Linked DNA regions of Mus musculus: region 1 is linked to region 2. The links are chromatin contacts, called in public Hi-C maps. All regions are on one chromosome and are shown on one strand. The core of a region is the stretch at or near the end of the contact, and the rest is flanking DNA. Distances in the headings are between cores, read along the strand shown.

Evidence for each region. A called contact is a pair of places that touch in the nucleus more often than the background predicts.
Region 1: a contact with region 2 is called in a Hi-C map of bone marrow-derived macrophages, with 5 times the contacts expected there. The contact joins two enhancer-like sites. A contact is called at or near these places in 2 of 15 datasets of contacts at CTCF or cohesin (embryonic stem cells and stem cell-derived epiblast-like cells), 122 of 484 Hi-C or Micro-C datasets (3T3-L1-derived adipocytes, the AML12 cell line, B cells and 67 more), 8 of 115 datasets of contacts at active chromatin or transcription factors (the NIH/3T3 cell line, astrocytes, a beta-TC-6 cell line and 5 more) and 2 of 9 other capture datasets (bone marrow-derived macrophages and embryonic stem cells).

Annotation. Positions count from the first base shown.
Region 1 is chr13:109,208,219-109,210,918 of GRCm38.p6, forward strand. All of the region lies in intron 3 of Pde4d (phosphodiesterase 4D, cAMP specific), which reads left to right. Among named protein-coding and RNA genes, the nearest start is that of Mir582, 120 kb to the right of the region's middle. Within about 2 kb of position 1,368, at least 14 of the 459 cell types and tissues checked have an H3K27ac peak or open chromatin away from gene starts, as enhancers often do. A contact at or near this core is called in bone marrow-derived macrophages, where this site is marked.
Region 2 is chr13:108,818,715-108,821,464 of GRCm38.p6, forward strand. All of the region lies in intron 1 of Pde4d (phosphodiesterase 4D, cAMP specific), which reads left to right. Among named protein-coding and RNA genes, the nearest start is that of Pde4d, 170 kb to the left of the region's middle. Within about 2 kb of position 1,342, at least 39 of the 459 cell types and tissues checked have an H3K27ac peak or open chromatin away from gene starts, as enhancers often do. A contact at or near this core is called in bone marrow-derived macrophages, where this site is marked.

The DNA of each region.
Region 1 (2,700 bases), core at 118-2,617, 390 kb after region 2:
GAGTGTGTTCTTAGTGAAAGGAATCTAAATGTTGAAGGTTATTTTTATGGACTTGGAATATTTCCCAACTGTCTAAATAAAATGAAGTTATTTCAGGTCTCGTTCATGAACAAGTGTTGAGCAGGGCAGAGCCGAGGACAGCCCAGACTAGAAAGGAAAGGATTTATGCAAGTTGATGCAAGTTGTTCTTAACAGCCAGGTGGCTAGATACAGGCCTACTGTGTGTCAGCCACTCCCAGTGCCTCTTCAGCCTGGCCATGCTCACAGCCTGCCAGGGCCTGGGATGCAGCCGCAGCCAATGGTCTGATGGTAGAGTCACTAACAATGGCTGATAACGGCTTAGCACCAATGTCTGCTCTAAGTATCTCATACGTAAGAAAGGATTTAATCCTTATATGTATCCGATCCCACCATTGTGCCCACTGGAGTAGTGTGCAAGCCAAGGAAGAGAAAGGTTAAAAAAACATACTTCATATCACACAGCTCAGAAGTGGCAGAGGCGACTAAGAGCACGCCAGGGGTAGCGGGAGCTCTCGTGGCTCCTTTGTGTGCTACGCGGCGTTGGCGGGAACCAACCTGATCCCCCCTAGAGCATCATTGGCTCGCTCTCGTCTGTCCAGTAACCACGTGCTACTTCAGCAGTTGCGCAGTGGTTTCAGGCACCCGTAGGGCGGCCACTCAGCGGCAAGCTCTTCCTCACTGTTCTTCCAGTTCCCCACACCTTTTGGAGAGTGTAAATTCCTTTGTTCATTTTGGTTTTAAGTTCATGTAGTCATTTGGATGAGATTTAGGATGTCACCTCTCTCCCACTGTCCTCCTGCTCAGACACTCTTGTCCACCTGTCCACCCCTTTCAGTTCCCCGGGTTGCAACTCAAAGGAGGGCAGCGGATCTTGTACTTCTGTTGATCTTCAAGAGATTCATTGTCCATCACTCCCTCTGTGCTTCCCTAGTGCTGAGAATTTCCCCACAGGTATCTGCTTCCTTCAGAAACACTGCTTTATCTGTAACATCTCTCACTTGCGTTATTAGTTAGGGTCTATACAGAATAAATGGAGTATGTAGCTAAGACTCTAAGGACTATTCTTGGCTACATTCGCAGTCCTTTCTTGCGAAAATTATTACCGTGGTTCTCTTCAGCAATTCTTTTATTGCTAACAACCCTTTCCCAACTCTGCCATGGTTTTACGTCTTCCCATTGATCTGAGCCTGAGGACTTCTCCCTTACACTCCAAACTCTTTTCACCACACTGAGAACTAAATCTCCAAACAAAAGCAGGCTTTCCCACATTGCACATTGTGGCTTGTCCCTGTAGAGAGCCCTAAGCACCTTGCTTGAAGCTCAAACGGAAGCCACGCCCATCCTGTGGCTGGGGACCCAGGCCATTTCCTTTGTTTGGTATAACTCTCAACTAGAAGCAGAAAAACAAACAGTTGTGTCCCCTGCCCTCTGAGTTCATTCCCAACACCGACATTGCCCTCCAAGATCATGTCCAACACCGAAGTCTCTGGGTATGGTTTGAATGTCTCTCCCGTTGGCCTCATATGTCTGGGTGTGACTCACTGGAAACGACAACAGACAGTGACTTCATCCAATTCCTGATACACATTTGAGGAAGCAGGTACTTGTGGCTGGCCAGTCCTGGATTGAAGTTTCTTTAACTGGAATTATTATTTCCATGTGGCTCACTGAAAAGTATCGTAGATCTAGTGCAAAGGTCAACATACCTCTTCTCTAAGAGGGCCTGATCATAAACATTTTAAGCTTTGGGACTAAGGAGATCTCTCAGTTGGTAAAGTGGTTTCCAAGCATGAAGACTTGAGGTCAAATCCTAGAACCCATATTACACCAAACAAACCTAAACTGGACACGTGGTATAGGCTATGCTTGTAATCCTGGTGCTGATGAGGACAACTAGTTAGTCACTCTAGCCTGCATAAGAGGGAGCCCCAGGTCACTGAGAGACCCCCATCTCAAATAACAAAGTAGTTATGCTTGAAGAATGATGGCCATGGTTATGTTCTGACTTCCACATGCACATTTACACATCAGCAATAGTAACATAAACACATAAAAATCAGATGGATGGATGGATGGATGGATGGATGGATGGATGGATGGATGGATAGATAGATAGATAGATAGATAATAAAGTGTGTGCTTTAAAAACACAGTCTCCAAGTCTTTAACTGGCTAACTTGATTCTTTCCTGAGTCCTGTAGCTTTAATTGCTCTTGTTAATGAGTAGAACTGTGTGTCTAGCTTTGTGTTATCCCCCATGACGTTTTTTTCTCCCCTCGTTGGACTGAATTTCAGAATTTTAGAGGCAGTTTTCAAACATTTCAACTGTGCATCTGCTCCATTAGGTGACCTGCAGTGCCGCCCTGTGGCCAATGTGATGTCTGCAGCCACAGTCCTTGGTTGAAACTGGGATTCAACCACTTAGATTGTAACCAAATACAGGTTATCTAGAAAATCCACACAGTTTACTTTTGCTAAGAATGGGGGGGTCACTTTTTGCGCACTTTCCCAAGTTGCTTTATTGAATATTATATTTTTACTCCTTGCCCTACAGTCAGATAGTCAGATTTTCTCATCATTTGTGGGAAGAGGTACCTAAAAACAATTTATCACCCTAGAAATTATTACAGCAAATAAATCTACCTTTTAGAGTAATTATTAAGATTGATTCTAAGTTTC
Region 2 (2,750 bases), core at 92-2,591:
AAGCCTGTAGGGCATTTTCATAATTAGTGATTGATGGGAGAGGGCCCAGCTCATTGGGGGTGGTGCTTTCCCTGGACTCATGGTCATGGGTTCTATAAGAAACTCATGAACAAGCCGTAAGGAGCAAGGCAACAAGCAGTACTCCTCTGTGGCCCCCACATTAGCTCCTGTCTCCAGGTTCCTGCCCTGCTTGAATTTCTGTTTTGACTTTCTTTGACAATAAAGTGTGATGTGGAAGTGTAAACTGAATAAACCCTTTCCTCCCCAAGCTGCTTTCGGTTATAGTGCTTCATCACAGCAATAGTAACCCTAACTAACTAACTAACTAAGACACTACTAACACAATATTTACCTTGTCATCTTCTTGAGAAACCTCTTTCTCCTAGGCATGGCATTAAATGTGATAGTTATCTATATTATACTGAAAATATATATTATTGTTGTATTATTAAATGTATGGTTGTGAAATCTACTTAATCCATTAAAGATCTTTGTTCACTCGAAATGTGTCTATTAATTAAAACACAGCTAGTTGCAAGTCACAGAAACCTAAGCCATCCCCTTTAAAAAAGAGAAATATGGAATATGAGTAGATCAGATCTGATAAATTTTTGTGTCTCTTAGGCTTCAGGCTTGGAAGATAGTCAAGGAAAACCTCACTAGGCCCAGGCTCCCACTGGCTATCATACCATGGAGAAAGGTTGGAGGTTCTTCTTGGTATTCTAGCAAATTCTTAATGATGCTACGTTGAGCTGTACATTAATGTTGCTGCTTTGAGCTGTAAGAAGAGCACATTGAAAGAACTAAATAACAGAAATATCCCTTAAAACTTGGGAATAAAATTATTTGGGGGGGGGGCATCGTATTTTAACCGACTAGCAATATTTACGACTGAAACACACTTATTTCCCTTTCAAATAGAATCTCCAATGCAAAAGCAATTCTAAGGGCTCCTCAGTTCACTTTTGTAATTAAAATTTGTTGAGAGGTATGTTGAAGGGTAGATCTATATATTGAATCGATTTCTTTGAAGCCATACAACTTGTAGAAAGAAAGTATAAAATTTTTTCCCATTTACTTGCCTTTTCTGTTCTTGCGCATTGCAAGTAATCTTAACCTTTGCTCCAAGGCTCCCCATATGGTCAGCCTAATGGGATTTTCTGTTTTCCCCGTTTGTTTTCCTTTGCTTTGTGTGTTCTTATTGTGCACATATCAGGAATCAGATGCCCCTTAACAGCACTTCCAACCGCGATGAAAAAGGCTAATGTTGAATGCTGCCATCTCTAGCCCCAGTCACCAGATGAGTCAGACGCTCTGCAAAGGGCTGAATCATAGGACTTCCCTTCCTTCAGTCACGACCAAAGCATTGCGGTTGCCCTACCCTGAAATTAAAATCTAGGGGCAAGAATGGTTTCATTTGTAAAAATGTCAGGTCAATATTGACATATAATAAATCATGCTGAGAGTAGCAGGTCCTACAGTGACAGCTGCATCAAGAAATGACTTTGTGTGCTCACACATCTTGGAGTGAGCATTAGTTCCTATGCTGAAGTCTTTGGGGGCTTACATGCCTTCTTTTAAATCAGATCTCCTTTAGAATGGCCCCTGTGCCCCTTGAGTCTTTCTCCCTCCCTCCACCTGCCCTCTGTATTAGCATTACTGTTGGGTAATCTTTTTTCCATGAAGCTAGGAAAAGCACTTCCACTGGAAACCAGGTCTACATATTATTTGCTTACAGTTGGTAGCCCTCCAAACAGCAGACCCTTTTACTGAGTAGTAGTCACCTCTTTGCTTATAGCTGGTTGCCCTGCAAATAACAGACTCTTTAAGTGAGTAGTAGCCCCTTTGCTTACAGTTGGTAGGTAGCCTTCAGAAAAGAACAGAGGCTTTGACTGTTTTAGCAGCTCCACTTATAAACCTCAGCAAAGAAACTGATTGATCGCTCCTGGGTCATGTGCCCTTCACTGTGCTAACTGGTGGCAGGTTGTTCAGACAGTGCTCTAATTCACCAAGCCTGTGCTATACTCTCTCCTCAGCTGGTAGCAGGCAGTATATTTAGCCGTATCAAAAACATGGAAAGGATTTTTAATGCTGCTTATAGTGAGGCTATATAAAAGGTAAGGAAAAAAATTGGGACATGGGGAAAAGAGAAACCTTTGATGCTGGAAACCTAGGAAGAGGGCAAGATCCTTGGGGCAGTGAATACTGAGGCTTCTTGCCAGCAGGTAAGGAAAAATTCCCCCATAATCAACAGCTGCCTAAGGCCTCTTGCCCTTCCCAGAAATAAACCCGGAATTGCTTAGGAGTTTCACGTGAAACCCCATTTACAGGAAAAGGCATTGTATTAAGCCCAGTGTACAATCCTAGTGGCTTCTTTGACTTTATCAGATTATAATTCTGTCCAAGGCATTTGCAGAGTTACCAACATGGTACATACAGCTAGGGCTAAGATAAGTAATTGTGACTCTTCTTTAAGATGTCCAGATCCACACAGATAGGCAACTCTATCAGAGATTGCTCACTTGTTCTTGGGGGTATCTTCATCCAGAATGACCCCCTTTCTTTTTTCCCCCCTCCTTAACTCTGACGCTAAGCCTACATGAAAATATTTTTAATAAAATCTCCAGCATACTCTGTTTCGTACGCTAGTAATCTTGAAATTCTTTCCTGTCTCTAAGTCATGGTTCAGCCCCAGCGAAGGTCTGTAACAGCCTTCAGAGGCTTCCCAAGGCTGAGTGGCAGCGTAGAGC